Linked DNA regions of Oncorhynchus mykiss: region 2 is linked to region 1. A link is a contact called in public Hi-C data. All regions are on one chromosome and are shown on one strand. Each heading gives the region's core, a stretch centred on a gene start, on an enhancer-like site or on the middle of the called end of the contact. The rest is flanking DNA. Distances are from core to core; before and after follow the strand shown. Region 1 holds the start of lsm3 (snRNA-associated Sm-like protein LSm3). Region 2 overlaps LOC110528605 (glutamate receptor-interacting protein 2).

Region 1 (5,280 bases), core at 714-3,213:
TTATATAAATAAGTGAACAATAATTTCACTCACCCGTTTATTGAGTTAAATATCTTCTCATACTCTTCATCGATTCTGTTTATTCTATCAGAGGAAGGAATGAAGGAAGTAAATTATTACAATCAGCTAACATACTTTGACACTCAACACACACTGAGAAAAAACTGGGAGGTGGATTACAAAGCCTTTCATTGTGCCTTATTTCCTAGCAAATCACTAGGCTTTGGCTTATCCGGGATAATGCACTGGCATTCAAGAGGCCCCGGTTCAAAGCACGTCAGTCACACATACCTTATGGGGACAACCCTGGCTCCAGCACTCTCCAGGTACTTTACATAGGAAGCAGCGATGTAGGAGGATCCCTGAGCATGAGGGTCTCCCACTATGTTCTCCTGGGCCAGGACACCTGAAATAACAAAACACTACATTACAATAGACTTTACATTACAATATACTTTAGATTACAATACACTTTACATTACAATACACTTTACATTACAATACACTTTACATTACAATACACTTTACATTACAATACACTTTACATTACAATACCATACACTTTACATTACAATACACTTTACATTACAGTACACTTTACATTACAATACACTTTACATTACAGTACACTTTACATTACAATACACTTTACATTACAATACACTTTACATTACAGTACACTTTACATTACATTGCATTACAATACCATACACTTTACATTACAATATACTTTACATTACAATACACTTTAAATCACAACACCCTACACTTTACAACACATTACAATACACATTGCCATGCACTTTACATTACATTCCACTTTACATTTACAACATCACACTTTACATTACACTTTACATTTACAACATCACACTTTACATTTACAATAGACTTTACATTACAATACACTTTACATGTACAACATCACATTTTACATTACAATACACTTTACATCTCAAGAGACTATTTAGTTGCTTAGCCCTACATTCCTTTGGTGCATTTACATACTGTATATAAACTGCTTTAAAACCTACTTTCACAAAACCTGCTTTGCTGCTAGAAACCTTTATTAATGATTGCCATTTAGCCTACCTGGCTACATAAAAGGAACTCCCTATGTAAATATTGAAAAGTCTATAACTATACAATAGCTACATGAGGATTCGTGTTGATCAATGAAAAACATGAAATCTAAAAATTAAAAATAAATATAAAAAAATCGATACAATTTACAGTCAAGATGTCATTCTGATGTGAGAGTTCTCCCTTTCAAATTCATATAAAATGGACAGTTTACATGCTGACATTGGTACAATATGGCCCCAGAACATTCTAGAATAAAACAGATCAAGATGTTACATACGGAGCATTTCTGAGACACATACTGCTATGGGTGTAAGATGGCACAGTGATCAACGCCTCTGTCTCGTCATTTAACATTCAAACACTACAAGACACCGGGAGAAGCACACCGCAAGAACCGCAACCGGAGAACTCATTCACCTCGGATAGCCTACCACACAAACATAAAATAAATAACATAAAAACATATATAATTCCCAGACACTCTTGTCCTCCTGCTTAAATGATCAGCATCACAGTGTGATGATGGTATCGGTGAGAAGGATGATGAGGTGTGTAAGTCTACTGCGGTTGCATGACTCATCCCTGGATTCTCTCCCGCGTGGCGAGGACATGCGGGAAAAATCGCATCTCGGTTTCACTCACGTGTGAAATCATGAAAACCCACCTAATGACACAAATCATATGGACATGCGCGACATATCTCAACCAGGCTATAACACTAAAGGCAAAACCTAAAGTAGGCTATTAATAACATGAAAGGATGGGAAAATCGCACGTTCAATAAACTTTCGACCTCTCAAATCGGATACACCCTGGAACGCACCCATCTGCGTGGTTTTGCGGGGCGCTTTTGCATTGATTGACTGCTATTTATTGTTTATCAGGGTCGAGCTGAGGTAGGTAAATTATTAATCGCCATGAATGAAATCAACATTTGAAGGATACTGAATGTACGCAGCGCTGGTACTGTGCATCTCATGTAAATCTACTTGCTTAACAGTTTACTTCTGTGAACAAATCGAACATACCCTTTCACCACAAGGAATTCTGGGAAACTGTTCAAAAATGGCGGATGAAGTTGAACAGGTTGGCGTTAGCTAAACGTTTTATGATCAATCTTTCTCTGTGCAAAACATTTATTTATTTAGACTCGAGTAGGGAAATAGACTTGTACACCGGTTTGTATCAGTAGATTACGCCAACAGCATCATTGCAAAAACATGGGTGTGGGTTTTAATTGGCAAGAGAGGCTAGCTAGCATGGTGATTAGCAGCCATCGCTATCAATCGTAGCAAACAAGCTAGCTTGTATATTAGTCAAGTCGCTAACCAGACACTAATGTTGAATACAATTATATTGAAACTTACTCTGCCGATTGGCCGTGGTGTTGGTCGAATTTTGAGATAACATATCCATCGGAAAGTAACGCTGTTGATAACCCAACTTCAAAACGCGGGTCTAAGATTATGGCAAATGTTTTGCTCATGAACAAAGGCACGTGCTATAACAATTCGGGTAAACGAGACTGGATACTGTAGATATTTTATAGAAAATGTCGAGTAGTTGAAGGATTAACACCATGGACAATAGGCAGAGTACGTGTAAATAGTAGGTTTTAAACATTCCGGCTTGTAGAGGACCTTAGAGAGACATTTCCATAATCAAACACTGTCATGTTCCAGGCGGTGAATTTAGAAATTCAACGTCTGGTCCCCAGGCAATGGTAATGGGTTTGAATAGATGTAGACCAGCGCACTAACGCCCTGGACCAGAGCTCTACGCGAAGTAGACACACAGAGAGGTCTTGTAACTTTAAATGTATTCATATCTATAGTCTATGCTTGAAATGTGATTCTAACACAAGTTAGGCTACTTATTGACAACCATTTTAGCATGAAAACGATATCTAGTGTGAACAACTTCCTAACCCATTTTGGTTTGTGTTGCAGCAAACGACCACCAACACAGTGGAGGAGCCCCTGGATCTGATCAGGCTCAGTTTGGATGAAAGGATATATGTTAAGATGAGAAACGACCGAGAACTCAGGGGCAGATTGAACGTAGGTAGTTAGTTAGTTGTATGACCGTGGTGATCATCTTGGTTGCTTTTGTAATGTTGCCGAATGTTTGAACAATGATGTAGTCTAAGCAATACGGCACAAGGGGATGTGGTATATGGCCAATATACCATGGCTAAGCCCTTAGCCATGGTATATTGGCAATATATCACAAAACCCTGAGGTGCCTTATTGCTATTACAAAATGCTTATCAATGTAATTAGATCATTAAAAATAAACGTTTTGTCATACCTTGACCTTACGGCTGTCAGCAAATCAGCATTCAGGGCCCGAATCACCTAGTTTATAATGTTGTGTATAGCTGTCACCCTGAATGCGAGCTTTATCATCTTGTCTCGCCGAACTATAGGCCTGCATAAGTCTAATGCGTTTTTATCTTTGTTCCAGGCCTACGATCAGCACTTGAACATGATCTTGGGAGATGTTGAGGAGACGGTGACAACAGTAGAGATTGATGAGGAGACGTATGAAGAAATTTACAAGGTATGAAAAAGGGCTTACGCCACCTTTTCAACTGCAGAAATTTCAGCTACACCAGGGCTTGGCCTAAAGTCTCAGACTTTAGTGAAGGGTTCTCCAACCCTGTTCTTGGAGAGCTGCCCTGCTGTAGGTTAACTCTAACCCTGTTCCTGGAGAGCTGCCCTGCTGTAGGTTAACTCTAACCCTGTTCCTGGAGAGCTGCCCTCTTGTAGGTTTTAACTCCAACCCTAATCTAGCACACCTGCTTCTAATAATTATCTGGTTGATAAGCTGAATCAGGCTAGTTACACCATAGGAGGCCCCTAGATTGTCCTACTGAGAGGAAATGCACCAAAGGGGCCCCCTAGATTGTCCTACTGAGAGGACATGCACCATAGGGGGCCCTAGATTGTCCTACTGAGAGGAAATGCACCGTAGGGGGGCCCTAGATTGTCCTACTGAGAGGAAATGCACCGTAGGGGGGCCCTAGATTGTCCTACTGAGAGGAAATGCACCGTAGGGGGCCCTAGATTGTCCTACTGAGAGGAAATGCACCGTAGGGGGGCCCTAGATTGTCCTACTGAGAGGAAATGCACCAAAGGGGGCCCCTAGATTGTCCTACTGAGAGGACATGCACCATAGGGGGCCCTAGATTGTCCTACTGAGAGGAAATGCACCGTAGGGGGGCCCTAGATTGTCCTACTGAGAGGAAATGCACCGTAGGGGGGCCCTAGATTGTCCTACTGAGAGGAACTGAACCATAGGGGGGCCCTAGATTGTCCTACTGAGATGAAATGCACCGTAGGGGGGCCCTAGATTGTCCTACTGAGAGGACATGCACCATAGGGGGCCCTAGATTGTCCTACTGAGAGGAAATGCACCGTAGGGGGGCCCTAGATTGTCCTACTGAGAGGAAATGCACCGTAGGGGGGCCCTAGATTGTCCTACTGAGAGGAAATGTATTTATTTTATTTATTTCACCTTTATTTAACCAGGTAGGCAAGTTGAGAACAAGTTCTCATTTACAATTGCAACCTGGCCAAGATAAAGCAAAGCAGTTCGACACATACAACAACACAGAGTTACACATGGAGTAAAACAAACATACAGTCAATAATACAGTAGAAACAAGTCAATATACGATGTGAGCAAATGAGGTGAGAAAAGGGAGGTAAAGGCAAAAAAAAGGCCATTATGGCAAAGTAAATACAATATAGCAAGTAAAACACTGGAATGGTAGATTTGCAGTGGAAGAATGTGCAAAGTAGAAATAAAAATAATGGGGTGCAAAGAAGCTAAATAAATAAAATAAATACAGTAGGGAAAGAGGTAGTTGATAGGGCTAAATTATAGATAGGCTATGTACAGGTGCAGTAATCTGAGCTGCTCTGACAGCTGGTGCTTAAAGCTAGTGAGGGAGATAAGTGTTTACAGTTTCAGAGATTTTTGTAGTTTTTGTAGCCAGTGGGTTTGGCGACGAGTATGAAGCGAGGGCCAGCCAACGAGAGCGTACAGGTCGCAATGGTGGGTAGTATATGGGGCTTTGGTGACAAAACGGATGGCACTGTGATAGACTGCATCCAATTTGTTGAGTAGGGTATTGGAGGCTATTTTGTAAATGACATTGCCGAAGTCGAGGATTGGTAGGATGGTCAG
Region 2 (5,280 bases), core at 1,698-4,197, 270 kb after region 1:
TCAACCATAGTAGTATGATAGGTGTTGTTGTACAGGGTCAACCATGGTAGTATGATAAGTGTTGTTGTACAGGGACAACAATAGTAGTATGATAGGTGCAATGTAATGTGTTGTTGTACAGGGTCAACCATAGTAGTATGATAGGTGTTGTTGTACAGGGTCAACCATAGTAGTATGATAGGTGTTGTTGTACAGGGTCAACCATGGTAGTATGATAGGTGTTGTTGTACAGGGTCAACCATAGTAGTATGATAGGTGTTGTTGTACAGGGTCAACCATAGTAGTATGATAGGTGTTGTTGTACAGGGTCAACCATAGTAGTATGATAGGTGTTGTTGTACAGGGTCAACCATAGTAGTATGATAGGTGTTGTTGTACAGGGTCAACCATAGTAGTATGATAGGTGTTGTTGTACAGGGTCAAGCATGGTAGTATGATAGGTGTTGTTGTACAGGGTCAACCATAGTAGTATGATAGGTGTTGTTGTACAGGGTCAACCATAGTAGTATGATAGGTGCAATGTAATGTGTTGTTGTACAGGGTCCGTCATAGTAGCATGATAGGTGCAGTGTAATGTGTTGTTGTACAGGGTCCGTCATAGTAGTATGATAGGTGTTGTTGTACAGGGTCAACCATGGTAGTATGATAGGTGTTGTTGTTCAGGGTCCGTCATAGTAGTATGATAGGTGCAATGTAATGTGTTGTTGTACAGGGTCCGTCATAGTAGCATGATAGGTGCAGTGTAATGTGTTGTTGTACAGGGTCCGTCATAGTAGCATGATAGGTGCAGTGAAATGTGTTGTTGTACAGGGTCCGTCATAGTAGTATTATAGGTGTTGTTGTACAGGGTCAGTCATAGTAGTATTATAGGTGTTGTTTTACAGGGTCAACCATGGTAGTATGATAGGTGTTGTTGTTCAGGGTCCGTCATAGTAGTATGATAGGTGCAGTGTAATGTGTTGTTTTACAGGGTCAACCATAGTAGTATGAGAGGTGTTGTTGTACAGGGTCAACCATAGTAGTACAGCACCCCTGGAGTAAATTAGAGTTAAGTGCCTTGCTCACGTAATTCAAACCAGCAATCTTTCGGTTACTGGCTACGCTACCTGCCACCATTACCTTCCTTGCCACCTCTACTGTAATACCTGTATCATCAGCAATGATGAGGAGTCTTTCCTGCTTGCTCTTTGAGGTCTAGGCTGGGTTACTTTTTAAAGATGATGAGGAGTCTTTCCTGCTTGCTCTTTGAGGTCTAGGCTGGGTTACTATAAAAGATGATGAGGAGTTCTTCCTGCTTGCTCTTTCAGGTCTAGGCTGGGTTACTGTAAAATATGATGAGGAGTCTTTCCTGCTTGCTCTTTGAGGTCTAGGCTGGGTTACTATAAAAGATGATGAGGAGTTCTTCCTGCTTGCTCTTTCAGGTCTAGGCTGGGTTACTGTAAAATATGATGAGGAGTCTTTCCTGCTTGCTCTTTGAGGTCTAGGCTGGGTTACTGGAAAAGATGATGAGGAGTCTTTCCTGCTTGCTCTTTGAGGTCTAGGCTGGGTTACTGTAAAAGATGATGAGGAGTCTTTCCTGCTTGCTCTTTCAGGTCTAGGCTGGGTTACTGTAAAAGATGATGAGGAGTCATTCCTGCTTGCTCTTTCAGGTCTAGGCTGGGTTACTGTAAAAGATGATGAGGAGTCTTTCCTGCTTGCTCTTTCAGGTCTAGGCTGGGTTACTATAAAAGATGATGAGGAGTCTTTCCTGCTTGCTCTTTCAGGTCTAGGCTGGGTTACTGTAAAAGATGATGAGGAGTCTTTCCTGCTTGCTCTTTCAGGTCTAGGCTGGGTTACTGTAAAATATGATGAGGAGTTCTTCCTGCTTGCTCTTTGAGGTCTAGGCTGGGTTACTTTTTAAAGATGATGAGGAGTCTTTCCTGCTTGCTCTTTCAGGTCTAGGCTGGGTTACTATAAAAGATGATGAGGAGTCTTTCCTGCTTGCTCTTTCAGGTCTAGGCTGGGTTACTGTAAAAGATGATGAGGAGTCTTTCCTGCTTGCTCTTTCAGGTCTAGGCTGGGTTACTGTAAAAGATGATGAGGAGTCTTTCCTGCTTGCTCTTTGAGGTCTAGGCTGGGTTACTGTAAAAGCCCTTTGTGACAGCTGCTGTTATAAAAAACGGCTTTTATTAATGAACTCGATTGATTGATTTTGTGAACACTTACTGTCGACCTGTTTTTTGATCTTGAGTGTGACCGTCTCCCCGGCCATCTGTAGCAGGTGAATGGCCTCGCTGAGCGGCTTTCCCTTCAGACTGACACTGTTGATAGCCAGGATACGATCTCCCACATGGATGGCTCCGGTCCTACGGGGAAGACGACATGTTAAATGGTGTCAGGGTCTCAGAGTAGGAAAGCTGATCCAGGATCATAATAATGTCTTTTAGATCATGATGAATAAGATTCTATAGAAAGCAGGGAACCTGATTCTAGATCAGTATAAATTATTATGGGTCCTGGAATGTTGACAAATAGCTTAAGTGGGACCAGCCAGGTCGTTTTTCATGATAACGTGACCTGACCAGGAAAATCTCTAGTCAGGAAATACTTGGTGGGAAAACTCCAGGCCCTACTTTATGGAGATGGTAAATTAGAGATGATTTATTTGATGGCAGTACTGTAATATAATTGTGCCTATAAGATGGATCATGATGATTTGTCATGCCTCCTGTTTAACCCATCCAACATACCTAATGATTTAATGTAATCAATTGTTTTCATAGGTACAATCCCTTTACTAAAAGAGATCATGTTTAAAAAACATTAGTTGTTTATATAACAGCTGTAAACATGCAGAATAGCTTTGCCCGTTAAGTTGACCCAAAAGTCCCACTCTGGTAGAAATGAAAACAGATTCCCTTATCTGGTTAGATATACACTAACATATGAGTCAAGATGTGAGCGTGTGCCAATGAGTCTGCAGGAACAGTGATCATGATCGAGGTCAAACAATGATAAGCCTTTGTCTGTCTGTCCAGTGTCTGTCTGTCTGTCTGTCTGTCTGTCTGTCTGTCTGTCTGTCTGTCTGTCTGTCTGTCTGTCTGTCTGTCTGTCTGTCTGTCTGTCTGTCTGTATGTCTGTCTGTCTGTCTGTCTGTCTGTCTGTCTGTCTGTCTGTCTGTCTGTCTGTCTGTCTGTCTGTCTGTCTGTCTGTCTGTCTGTGATCTCTGACGAGGCGATACGACAGAGCCTCCACTCTGTTGACAGACCTGGGTTAAAGAAGTATTTGTTTTCTATCAAATATTTAGAGTGTTGGATTCAGGACGGTTTGGGGACTATTCTATTGGTTACATTGCACCAGAAAAGCTCAATCAAGTGCGGCTGAAGTAAGAAATATTTCAAAATACTATTTGAAACCAGGTCTACACCAAAAAACAGGACAAATAATATAAATATACTTAAATGCATGTTGATCAAAATGTACATAAGCTAGCGGCACGGGACTGGTGTTGACCTGGGTTCAAATAGTATTTGAAATAATTTCAAATACTTTTATATGGGCTTGTTTGAGCTTGTCTGATGCAATGGAACCAATAGAATTGTGGCAAAACTGTAAACCCCGCCCATCTGGCACTCCAGGCAGGCTAAAGCAAACACTAATACATTTTGAATACTATTTGAACCCAAGTCTGTGACTGGTGGTCTGTATGAGAACAGAATGCTATGAGTAGTGTAGAAGGGAATCAGATGGTCTCTCATGGACTGAAAGGCTTTCTTCAGTTCACATGTTAGAGGAGTACATAGGCCATGTGTCTTAGGCACGCATGCACACACACAGAAACAGACACAGACACACACAGACAGACAGACACACACACACACACACACACACAGACACACAGACACACAGACACACACACACACACACACACACACACACACACACACACACACACACACACACACACACACACACACACACACACACACACAGTGGTTGGTGGGCGTTAAAAGTTAAATCCTTGTCAATCTATTAAAAGACGAGAGGTTGTGATCTCTGGCTGCGTGGGAGATAGGGGGGACAGAGGGGGTGAGCTTGAATTGAATTGAATTGAGAGAAGTTAGAGAGAGAGAGGTTATGAAAAAGAGAGATTACGAGAGAGATTGAGAGAGAGAGATTGAGAGAGAGAGAGAGAGAGAGAGAGAGAGAGAGAGAGAGAGAGAGAGAGAGAGAGGGAGAGAGAGAGAGGGAGGTTAAGAGAAAGAGATTGAGAGATTAAAAGAGAGAGAGGTTAAGAGAGAGAGAGAGAGAGAGAGAGAGAGATTAAGAGAGAGAGAGGTTAAGAGAGAGAGAGAGAGAGAGAGAGAGAGATTAAGAGAGAGAGAGGTTAAGAGAAAGAGAGAGGTTAAGAAAAAGAGAGATTAAGAGAGAGATTAAAAGAGAGAGAGAGAGAGAGAGAGAGAGAGAGAGGGAGGTTAAGAGAAAGAGATTGAAAGATTAAAAGAGAGAGAGGTTAAGAGAGAGAGAGAGAGAGATTAAGAGAGAGAGAGAGAAAGAGAGAGAGAGAGGTTAAGAGAAAGAGAGAGAGAGAGGTTAAGAGAAAGAGAGAGAGGTTAAGAGAGTGAGAGAGAGAGAGGTTAAGAGAGTGAGAGAGAGAGAGGTTAAGAGAAAGAAAGATTGAGAGGTTAAGAGAGAGAGAGTGAGAGAGGTGGGGGAGGTTAAGAGAGAGAGTTTAAGAGAGAGAGAGGGGGGGGGGGGGCAGAAGGAGGGAGGAGGGGGATGTAGTGTGTTCTGACTCCATAAGGTAGAGTTGGGTGAAGAGGGCCAGGGCCTGTATGGCCAGCCCCACAAAGGGCCCTTGACCGTGGGGCTGGAGTTGACCTGTATGCCTCTTGCCGACCCTGGGTCTCTTTCACAAATAATATTTCCTTCCCTCTCCTTTCTGAAAATGTATTTGAGAAGAAGGTCTTGAGAACACCAGGGTCAGAGGACGGGTTGACTCTAGCCCCACAGTCAGGAGCCTTTGTCGGGCAGGCCCCAGCCAGGGAAGCAAGATCCCAGGGTCCACTGTCTCACCTCTCAGCCAGGCCCGCTTGGTGAGGCTGGAGATGAAACGCTGGCCCCCGTCCCTTTGTCCTTCTGTCCCCTCTGTCCCCTCTGTCCCCACTGCCCCCCTGTCCTGGCCCTGGCCGTCTCACCTCTCAGCCAGGCCCGCTTGGTGAGGCTGGAGATGAAACGCTGGCCCCCGTCCCTTTGTCCTTCTGTCCCCTCTGTCCCCTCTGTCCCCACTGCCCCCCTGTC

What was found. Hi-C and Micro-C count contacts between places; a contact is called where the count stands out from the background.
Region 2: a contact with region 1 is called in a Hi-C map of liver, with 5 times the contacts expected there. The contact joins the enhancer-like site here to the promoter of lsm3 in region 1. A contact is called at or near these places in 2 of 3 Hi-C or Micro-C datasets (blood and liver).

The regions. Positions count from the first base shown.
Region 1 is chr7:81,430,089-81,435,368 of USDA_OmykA_1.1, forward strand. lsm3 (snRNA-associated Sm-like protein LSm3) reads left to right here and starts at 1,964. Exons shown (of 5, transcript XM_021610723.2): 1 at 1,964-1,982; 2 at 2,087-2,172; 3 at 3,036-3,146; 4 at 3,553-3,648. The coding sequence starts at 2,152. LOC118965322 (a long non-coding RNA gene) reads right to left here and starts at 512. Exons shown (of 6, transcript XR_005052680.1): 1 at 292-512; 2 at 34-84.
Region 2 is chr7:81,703,969-81,709,248 of USDA_OmykA_1.1, forward strand. It overlaps LOC110528605 (glutamate receptor-interacting protein 2), which reads right to left. Exons shown (of 24, transcript XM_036984212.1): 18 at 2,206-2,345. Among protein-coding and RNA genes, the nearest start is that of LOC110528604, 88 kb to the right of the region's middle. Within about 2 kb of position 2,948, at least 1 of the 11 cell types and tissues checked has an H3K27ac peak or open chromatin away from gene starts, as enhancers often do. A contact at or near this core is called in liver, where this site is marked.